Regions from separate parts of the Oryctolagus cuniculus genome. Here region 1 is linked to region 2. A link is a contact called in public Micro-C data. All regions are on one chromosome and are shown on one strand. The core of a region is the stretch at or near the end of the contact, and the rest is flanking DNA. Distances in the headings are between cores, read along the strand shown. Region 1 holds the start of EIPR1 (EARP complex and GARP complex interacting protein 1). Region 2 holds the start of RPS7 (ribosomal protein S7).

Region 1 (4,781 bases), core at 828-3,327, 160 kb before region 2:
GGGAAGGGCTAGGAGATGCGGCGATCCTCGCAGGGTGGACAGGACGAAAACGCCAGAGAGCGGCAAGCCCACGCCGCCCAGAGACCTCGCGCGGTCAGCACCAGGCCGGCCGGTGCCAGCCGCCCTCCGAGTGGCCCACCTGGAACTCCAGTCCGTAGATGACCGGCGCGTCGTCCTCCATGCTGCAGGAAGGCGGCCCGACCCGGCCGCTCCCTCGCTCAGTCCCCTCTAGAGCCGGCGCGCCCCCACCTTGCGGCGGAGCTCGGGGCTCCCATTCATTCCTCCCCGCAGCAAAGGGCTGAGACCGGGCACACTTTCTGGCCCCCACCGGCACCCGTAGGGCTTACTTCCTGTTTTCTCAGTGCGTATTCGACGCGCTCCTCTTCAGCCAGCCAATGACAGCGGGGGCCAGGCTCTTGCGCATGCTCACTTGGGCTCCCATCCGGGCCTCTACTCTGAGAAGGGAGACCGGGGGGCGCGGCTTGGACGGGCTGCTTCCCGAGAAAGCGCTTCGAGTGTCCGGTGCAGGATCGCCCTGAGGAAGCTCGCTCGCGGAAGCTGGGACTTGCCGTCTGTCGTCACGGCTGCTGCTGTGCGCAGCATCTCGAGCTGGGCCACGCCTTAGGCGCCCCTGGGGCGCTTCCGGCTTGCCCTGAGGCGCTGCCCAGTGGAGTGGCCCGGGCCGAGCTGGTGCTGGGGCAGTCAGCCGGGGAGCGGCCGCCGCACCACCGCAGAACCACGGCCTCACTGCCTCGGAGACTCGGTGCCCAGAGGCCCTCAGGCCTGAGGACGGCTCCGGGGGAGATGTGCGCTCCCCGGGGCCTGCAGTGGCGTGCACGGGTCCAGAATGACTATCATTGCTGACCCCTTCACTGACCCGATTCTACCCGGGTCTCCAGGACCACCCCACTTTCTTCAGGTGTTGGAGACGAGTCGGCTTCTCCCTCCCCTCAGTTGATCTGTGTGACTTGTTGCTCACGTGTCCCAGCATCCTGCAGCGTGCCGGCAGAGTTAAGACGCCGTGAGCATTATGTTGAGACCTTGGAGTTTACATTGGAAGTCAAGGAAGCAGAGGCCCTGACTTGGGATTCCTACCTGCTCTCACATGTGGAGATTAACATGCGGCGCTAGAGAATGCAAGAGCTTCCTACCTCTGTGTGCAAGTCACGCACCAGTTATGACGGGCGTATCAGTGATATTGCAGGTTCGGTTCGTCATGACAATGAAGTGAATCACAAATATTTTGTGCTTCCTAATGTATATAAAAATTAGGTTTGCACTGTGTCAGTGTGCAATAGCATTGTATATTTTAAAAATACATGCTTAGGGGCCGGCGCTGTGGCTCAGCGGGTTAACGCCCTGGCCTGAAGCACCGGCATCCCATATAGACACCGGTTGGAGACCTGGCTGCTCCACTTCCGATCCATCTCTCTGCTGTGGCCTGGGAAAGCGGTAGAAGATGGCCCAAGTCCCTGGGCCCCTGCATGCACATGGGAGACCTGGAAGAAGCTCCTGGTTCCTGGCTCCTGGCTTCGGAACAGCGCAGTTCCGGCTGTTGTGACCAATTGGGGAGTGAACCATCGGATGGAAGACCTCTCTCTCTCTCTCTCTGCTTCTCCTTTCTCTGTGTAACTCTGACTTTCAAATAAATAAATAAATCTTTTTAAAAAAATACATGCTTTATTATAAAATGAGCTTTCAGCAAGCCATTATGTGTTTGCTGGCAGAGAGTCTTCATTATTGATGGATGCTTAAGTTCACCAGGATTGTGGCAAATCCTCAAAACAATGAAGTCTGCCACATCACTGGATAATTTCTGTTGCAAAATATTTTTCTGTCACATGTTGCTGTTTCATAGCGTTTTACCCGTGGAACTTATTCCCAAATTACAGTCTTCTCAAACACTGTTACTGCTTTATCAACGAAGTTTAGGTGGCATTCTAAATTTTGTGTTGTCATTTCAACGGTATTCACAGCATCCAAACTAGGAGCAGGTTCCTTCTCAAGAAACCATTTTCTTGCTCATCATAAGAGGGAATCACTCATTAGTTTTATTATGACATTACACAACTTAAACACATCTCCATATTCCATGTCTTAATTCTGTTTGCTATTTCCACTGTATCCACAATAATTTCCTCCAATGACATCTTGAATCTTCCAAAGTTATCTATGAAGGCTGAAATCAACTTCCTACAAACTTAATGTTGACATTTTGACTCCCCATGAGTCACAAATGTTAGTGGTGTTTAGAGTGGTGACTCCTTTCTAGAGGATTTAATTCACTTTGCCCAGATACCTCAGAGGAATTACTATCTGTGAAAGCTATAGCCTTGGAAATGTATTTCTAAAGTACAAAGACTTGAAAGTCAAAACTGCTTTTTGTTCCATATGCTGCAGAATGAATGTTATATTAACAGACATGAAAAAGTATCAGTCTCAGGTTTGTATATCCCCATCAGAGATCTTGGATGACCATGGGCATTGTCAACAAGCAGGAATATTTTGAGAAACATCTTTCATTCTGAGCAACAGTGGGATGGAAATATTCAGTAAACCATATTGTAAACAGGTGTGCTGTCATCCAACTTTGTTATTTTATAGGCCACAAGGGGGTAGATGTACAATTCCTAGGAGTCCTGTGGTTTTCAGAAGGGTAAGTGAGCGTTGGCTTCAGCTTAAATAAACAGGTGTATGAGCTCCTCTTCCAAGCCAGACAGTGGAGATCTCCTGTGTAGCTAGAAGTCCTATATGGCATCATCTAAAAGAAGACTCTTCCGTCTGCACTGAATATCAGTTTTTCAGTGTCCCCACCCTCATCAATTATCTTAGCCAGATCTTTTGGATACCTTGTTTCAGCTTCTACATCAACCCTTGAGTCACTTGCTACTTGGAGGTGGCCTCTGCCACTGTCATGAACCACCCTCTGCTTCCTTCAGGATTTTCTACTGCAGCTTCTTGTCTCTTGGCCTTTGTAGAAGTGGAGAGAGTAAGGGCCTCACTCTAGCTTAGACTGATGTAAGGGAATGTTGCAGCAGGTTTGATCTTCTATTTGTACACTAAAACTTTGTCCATATCAGAAACAAGGACTGTTTTGGATTTCTTATCGCTCATGTGTACATCAGTATACAATGTAGCTCTTCTGACTTCCTTCAAGAACTTGTTTTTGTATTCACAGCTTGGTAAACTGGCCCAAAAGGCCTAATTTTGGACCAGCTTAACTTTCAAAATGCTTTACTCATTAGAAGCATTTCTAGCTTTTGATTTAAAATGAGATAGGCCACTCTTCCTTTCACATGAACACATACAGGCAATGTAGGGATATTAATTGACCTATTTTCAACATTGTTGTGTCAGAAAATAGGGAGACATAAGGACAGAGAAAGAGATAAGCAAACAGCCAATAAGTTGACCAGTCAGAACACACACATTTGCTGGTTAAATTTGCAGTGTTATATGGGTACTGTTTATGATGCCGCAAAACAATTGCAATAGTCACATCACCTATCACTGGTAACAGATCACCATAGCATACAATAGTAGTGGAAGAATTTTAGAGATTGTAAGGAATTACCCAAATGTAACTCAGAAATGAGCAAATGCTATGGAAAAATAGAACCAATAGAGTTTATTTAAGGTTGCCACAAACCTTTAATTTGTTTTAAAAAATGCAGTGTCTAAGCACAATGAATTATGCATGTATGGTATACTACCATGTTTACCGTCAGTGTTTTACAATACTACATTTGAAGGGTGGGAAAGGTAGAAAACAGGTTAATCACAACCACAAATTCCTAGAAATCAGTATTTGCAGCGTTTGCTGGCCAGTAGAAACGGCTTCGGCGCCTCTCTTCCACCTGCTTCTTCCGCCTCTGCGTGCCCCTCAGGGCAGGGCAGGTGATTTCTCCACCCACCCGCTCCTGGCCGCCCCTCCCACAAGCACCTTGTACTACAGGCCCCGCCCACCACAGAGGAACCGGAAACACGGCGCTTCCGGCTGAGGTCAAGGGGCGCCCGCTACCTCACTGGGCAGGAGAGGAAGTGGGTTGGCGGAGCACGGGCACGCGCAGGCGCACAAGCCGCGCGGCGATGCCCGGAGTGCCTTCCCTGCTTCCGGGCTTCCGTCCCTTTCTGCCCGGACTCTGACCGCCCCGCAGGTGATCGCTCCGCAGAGCCCAGCGGGCGGGTGGCAGGGGAGGGGATCTGCTCGGGTCTCAGGCCGCTTCCCAGAGGGAGCGGGGCGTCTGCGTGCGGGGTCACCCGTGCCCCGTCGGGGCTGCAGCCCGCTGCCCCAGCGCCTGGTCTCCTCAGAAGGGGTCGGGTCCATGGGTGGAGGAAGTCGCGCGTCCGCCTTGGGGCACCCCCGGCCGTCCCTGCTGCGTCCGCGCTCCTGTGCTCGCTCTCCACGTCCTCGGAAGGGCTGGTCATTGCTTCCTCCCGCGGCCTCCGACGGCCGGTGTCACCCCAGCGTGTGCCGCAGCCGGCCCCGGCGTCCCCACTTGGCAGCCACGCAGCCTCCCCAGCCGCGTCGCAGGGTTGGGGATCAGGTGCATTCGTGGTTCCGGTCAGGGAGGGGGCTGCTGCTGTCACCACGAACATGGCCTTGTTTCCTGCCGTTGAACTTTTGGCATGCCGGGCTGTCTCAGCTTCCCACAGTTGAGCACACACTGTCCTAAACTCGGTGAGAGGGAGGTAAAGAGATGGTTATGTGTTGGAGTGTCTTGGAAAAATGTCAAGGAAAAGAGGGGCCTTTAGCTAAAGAACAGTGTTTAAGAAGCTGG
Region 2 (4,630 bases), core at 2,128-4,627:
TCCTAGGAAGAGATGCTTGGCTGCTCTCCTGAAGAGACCATTTTCCTGCCCAAATTTTCTCTTGTATTTCATTTATCAGTATTTTGTTCTTTCTGCTAACCCAATCAAAGTATGTATTCTGTCTCCAGGGAATACTTCCATTTTAACAAGGACTGGAAATAAAGTGTTGATGTGGAGATGCCTTGTGAAATCTAGTTAATTCTATCTAAAATAAGTTATGATCATTGAAAGGATAATAAGGGAATACTAGGAACAATTTCTGCATATTTAAGTTTTTTTCTTTATTTGAAAGAGTTACAGAGAGAGGAGAGAGAAAAACCTCCCATCCCCTGGTTCACTCCACAGATGGCTGCAACTGGGCCAGGCTGAAGCCAGCTTCATTTGGGTCCCCCATGTGGGAGCAGGAGCCCAGGGACTTGGGCCATCTGCTACTGCTTTTCCAGGCACACAAGCTGGGAGCTGGTGTAGAAGTGGAGCAGCTGGGTTTTGAATCAGCGCCCATCTGGGATGCCGGTGCGGTGGCTTAACTTGCTGCACTACAGCACGGGTCCAAGTTCAACCCCTGAAGTGAAGTGGAATAATTCCTTGAAAAGCATAAACTATTGTCATCCAATGAGAAAGAGACAATTTTAATAGCTCTGTAATTATTAAAATGAACTTGTAGTTATACAATTTTCTGGAAAAAAGACATCTTTAAGCCCTAAAGATTTCACCAAATGCTCAAGAAGAATTAATGCCAACTCTGCACAATATTTTCCAGGCTAGAGATGACAAAGGAACACTTCCCAATGCATGTCATGGTTCTGGTATTAACCTGATAACAAAACCAGATGAAGATGACACAACAAAACAAAAAGACCAAGCTCCTTCATGACCATAGATATGCAATATCACCAACACTTTAGTAAATTGTAAACTTTTAGTAAATTGTAACCAACAATAGGAAAAAGAATTGTATTTCATGACCAAGTTGGGTATATTCCAGAGATACAGTATTTGAAAATCAGTGGAGCCCAATGTAGGAGTATTAACCAGCTAAGAGGAAAAACTCACATGATCATGTTGAATAGAAAGCATTTGACAGAACACCCACTCATGATAAAAAAAAAAAAAAAAACCTCTCAAAAATAGGAATAGAGAGGAACTTCCTCAACTTGACAAGGAATATCTATGAAATACTTCCAGCTAATATCACATATAATGGTGAAAGACTGCTTTCCCTCTCAGGTGAGAAACAAAGCAAGGCTGTCCTCTCTCACCACTCCTAGTCAACAAATACTGGACGCCAGGAAGAACTTTACTGCATGAACTCAGACTGCTACATTTTAATTTTTTAAGATTTATTTATTGGAGCTGGTGCTAAGGTACAGCGGGTTAAAAGCCCCAGCCTGCAGCGCCCACATCCCATATGGGCACTGGTTCAAGACCTGGATGCTCCACTTCCGATCCAGCTCTCTGCTATGACCTGGGAAAGCAGCAGCAGATGGCCCAAGTCCTTTGGCCCCTGCCCCCATGTGGGACACTCAGAAGCTTCTGGCTCCTTTTAGCTGAGTTCTGGCCTTTGCGGTCATTTGGGGAGTGAACCAAGGGGATGGAAGATCTCTCTGTGTAACTTTCAAATAAACAAAATAAATATTTTTTTAAATTTATTTATTTATTTGAAAGAGTTGCATAGAGCTTCCATCCCCTGGTTCACACCCCAGATGGCTGCAACAGCTGGGGCGGGACCAGGCTGAAGCCAGGAGCTTCTTCCAGGTCTCCCACCTGGGTAGGAGGGGCCCAAGCACTTGGGCCATTAGCAGAGAGCCAAATGGGAAGTGGGAGGGAGCAGTGGGGACACAAATTGCTGCCCATATGGGATGCCCTTGAGTGCAGGCTGCAGCTCTACCAACTATACCACGTTAGCTCTGGCTGCTATTTTTTAAAGTGACGTCATTCATCAAGGGGCTCAGAACGGGCACTCAGCTAAGATTACAGATGCAGCTATGCTTGTCTTCCTTTCTTGGACAAGCTTCAAGTTGACTTTAAAAAAAAAATTCCTGGCGCTGACACTGTGGCATAGCGGGTAAAACCGCCACCTGCCGTGCCAGCAGCCCATACGGGCACCAGTTCAAGTCCTGCTGCTCTAGTTCCAATCCAGCTCTTCCATGGCCTGGAAAAGCAGTGGAAGACGGCCCAGGTCCTGGGGCCCCTGCACCAGCGTGGGAGACCCGGAAGCTCCTGGCTTCCGGCTGGGGCAGCTCCAGCTGTTGCAGCTAACTGGGGAGTGAACCAGCGATGGAAGACCTCTCTCTCTGCCTCTCCTTCTCTCTCTGTAACTCTTTGAAATAATAAACCTTAAAATGCTTAAAATGACTTACTTAGGCGGTCATCTGCTGCCTTCCCAGGCACATCGGCAGGAAGCCGGACTCCAACCAAGCATTTGGCCATGGAAAGCGGGGGTCTCAAGTGGCTGCTTACCCGCTGCACCACAATGCCTGCCCCCACGTTTACTGTTAGGGGCCCTGCTCAGCTGCTTTCCTAGGTGCATTGGTGGGAAGCTGGACCAGAAGTGGAGCAGCCGGGACTAGAACTGGCGCCCATGTGGACTGCTGGCCCTGAAGGGGGAAGGCTTAGCCTTCTACACCAGAGCACCGGCCGTCGTGCAAACAGATCGTTCGGTACTGGTGTTCCCTCATCGAGACTCGGACGGACGCCCTGCTCCAGACTCCTGACTTCTTCAGGCGTCCTCCTGCCCTCCTTTCTCGTGACACCGAACCCTCCACGAGTGCAAGCGCCTCCTTACTCGGGGCACCTCGCTAGCACGCGCTAAGAGCCAATAACTAACAGAGTTTTTCAGGCCCTCACGTCAAGTGACTTCAAGCAACAAGATGGCGGCAGCTTCTCTCTCGTACTCATCTTTCTGGCTTCCGATCGCGGCCTCGGCGGACTACAATCGCTAGCGCCGCCACCCGGCCTCCTCCAATCCCTTCCCGCGGGGGCAGCGCGCCCACGGGGACGCCCGAGGGCGCAGGCGCTTCCCGAAGCTCCAGAACCGTCCCCCGCCTCCCGCCACAGCCATCAGGGCCGCCGAGGGCTCCCCGCCATCCGGGTTTCCAGAGGGCTCTCCCCAGCCTCATCCGGCCGGAACCGGGAGTCCGAGCCCCTCTCCTGGCTTCTGCGGGGACCAGGTTTAAACGTCCGGCGTCACAGGCTGTGAAGGCGCTCTCGGCCCGGGGTCTCCTGCAGCCCCAGGTTCAGGCCTGGAACCCAGACAGCACCTCTCGGGACACGCCCCAGGAGCCTCCGAGGGCGGAAGTGCGTCACCAACATATTGGTCCCTCGGGATCACTTCCTGGGACGCTCTAGGCTTCCCGCTGCGTCTCGGTGGCTCTTCCGGCTTCCGCTCCGCTGTCGCCTTGTTCCGGCCTCTTTCCTTCCGCCGCGGGGACTTGCCCCGCTCTCGCGAGATCTGGGCCTCTTCCTCAGCCGGCGCTCAACCAGGTAGGTGCGGGTGGCGTCCCGGGCCATGGGTTTCTGTCGGCATCGAGGGATATGTCTTCTGGGGTTGTTCCTAGAGCAGCGGATCCTGCTCACCGGCAGGGGATACGGCCGATTATGCGGTCGCTGCCCTCGGATGGCTCCTCCAGGGTCGAGGCGGGAGCTGGGCCGGGGCCGCTGACTCCTGGTTTCTGTCCCCAGGAGAAGCCATGTTCAGCTCGAGCGCCAAGATCGTGAAGCCCAACGGCGAAAAGCCGGATGAGTTCGAGTCGGGGATCTCCCAGGTGAGGGGTGTCGCTGGGCGCCGGGGCGTGCGGGCGCCGGGAGGGGCGGGCGCCCGCGTGTGCGCGGCGGGGGTCGTCGGGGGTCGTCGGGGTCGGGGTCGCCCACCGCCCTCTGTGCTCCGCAGGCGCTCCTGGAGCTGGAGATGAACTCGGACCTCAAGGCTCAACTAAGGGAGCTGAACATCACGGCCGCCAAGGTGGGTCCGGGTGTGCGGGGCGCGTCGCCGGGGCCACGTGCGTGGGGCCGCTGCGCCCTGGGCACCCTGGGCACCCTGGGTGCGGAGCTGGGGAGGCCGGAGAGGAGCCCGAAGGCCGCCCCCGTGGCCTGGAGTGGGTTTGCCGTAGAAAGCAGCGCGTCCTGCAGTTCTCGGGCGCGCAGTCCGTTGCCTCAGACGTGTGCTGCGCTTACAGCTCCCTGAGACGGACCTCTGCGAAGTTGTTTGTTTCGCGTTTGTAGTGCGGCTGGACAGCTGCAGAGGTCCTCGCAGCGCACAACCAGCCATCGAGTTGGGTTCAGAAAGATTGAAGATGGGTTTCTTGTGGTAGAATGCTGACCGTGGATGTGGATCTTAAGTGTGGGTTTTCTTATTTAGGAAATCGAAGTTGGCGGTGGCCGGAAAGCTATCATCATCTTTGTTCCCGTTCCTCAACTAAAATCCTTCCAGAAGATTCAAGTCCGGCTAGTTCGTGAGCTGGAGAAAAAGTTTAGCGGGAAGCACGTTGTCTTTATTGCTCAGGTAACCCGCCCTTGAATGTTTTGTAGAAGTCATCCCGTGTTTATGTTAGCCTGGTAGGTGGAGTAGTGAGATGAGTCCTGGGTCGCAGCATTTCAGAACCGCGCTGGGTGGGGGACGAGGACGTGGTTG

What was found. Hi-C and Micro-C count contacts between places; a contact is called where the count stands out from the background.
Region 1: a Micro-C map of ear pinna shows a contact between it and region 2, with 4 times the contacts expected there. The contact joins the promoter of EIPR1 here to the promoter of RPS7 in region 2. A contact is called at or near these places in 3 of 6 Hi-C or Micro-C datasets (ear pinna, psoas muscle and an unstated tissue).

Annotation. Positions count from the first base shown.
Region 1 is chr2:197,994,696-197,999,476 of mOryCun1.1, reverse strand. EIPR1 (EARP complex and GARP complex interacting protein 1) reads right to left here and starts at 2,077. Exons shown (of 9, transcript XM_051833299.2): 1 at 140-2,077. The coding sequence starts at 181. It overlaps TRAPPC12 (trafficking protein particle complex subunit 12), which reads left to right and starts at 3,984. Exons shown (of 12, transcript XM_008274555.4): 1 at 3,984-4,157.
Region 2 is chr2:197,833,202-197,837,831 of mOryCun1.1, reverse strand. It overlaps RPS7 (ribosomal protein S7), which reads left to right and starts at 3,377. Exons shown (of 7, transcript NM_001285834.1): 1 at 3,377-3,483; 2 at 3,682-3,764; 3 at 3,890-3,961; 4 at 4,358-4,501. The coding sequence starts at 3,690.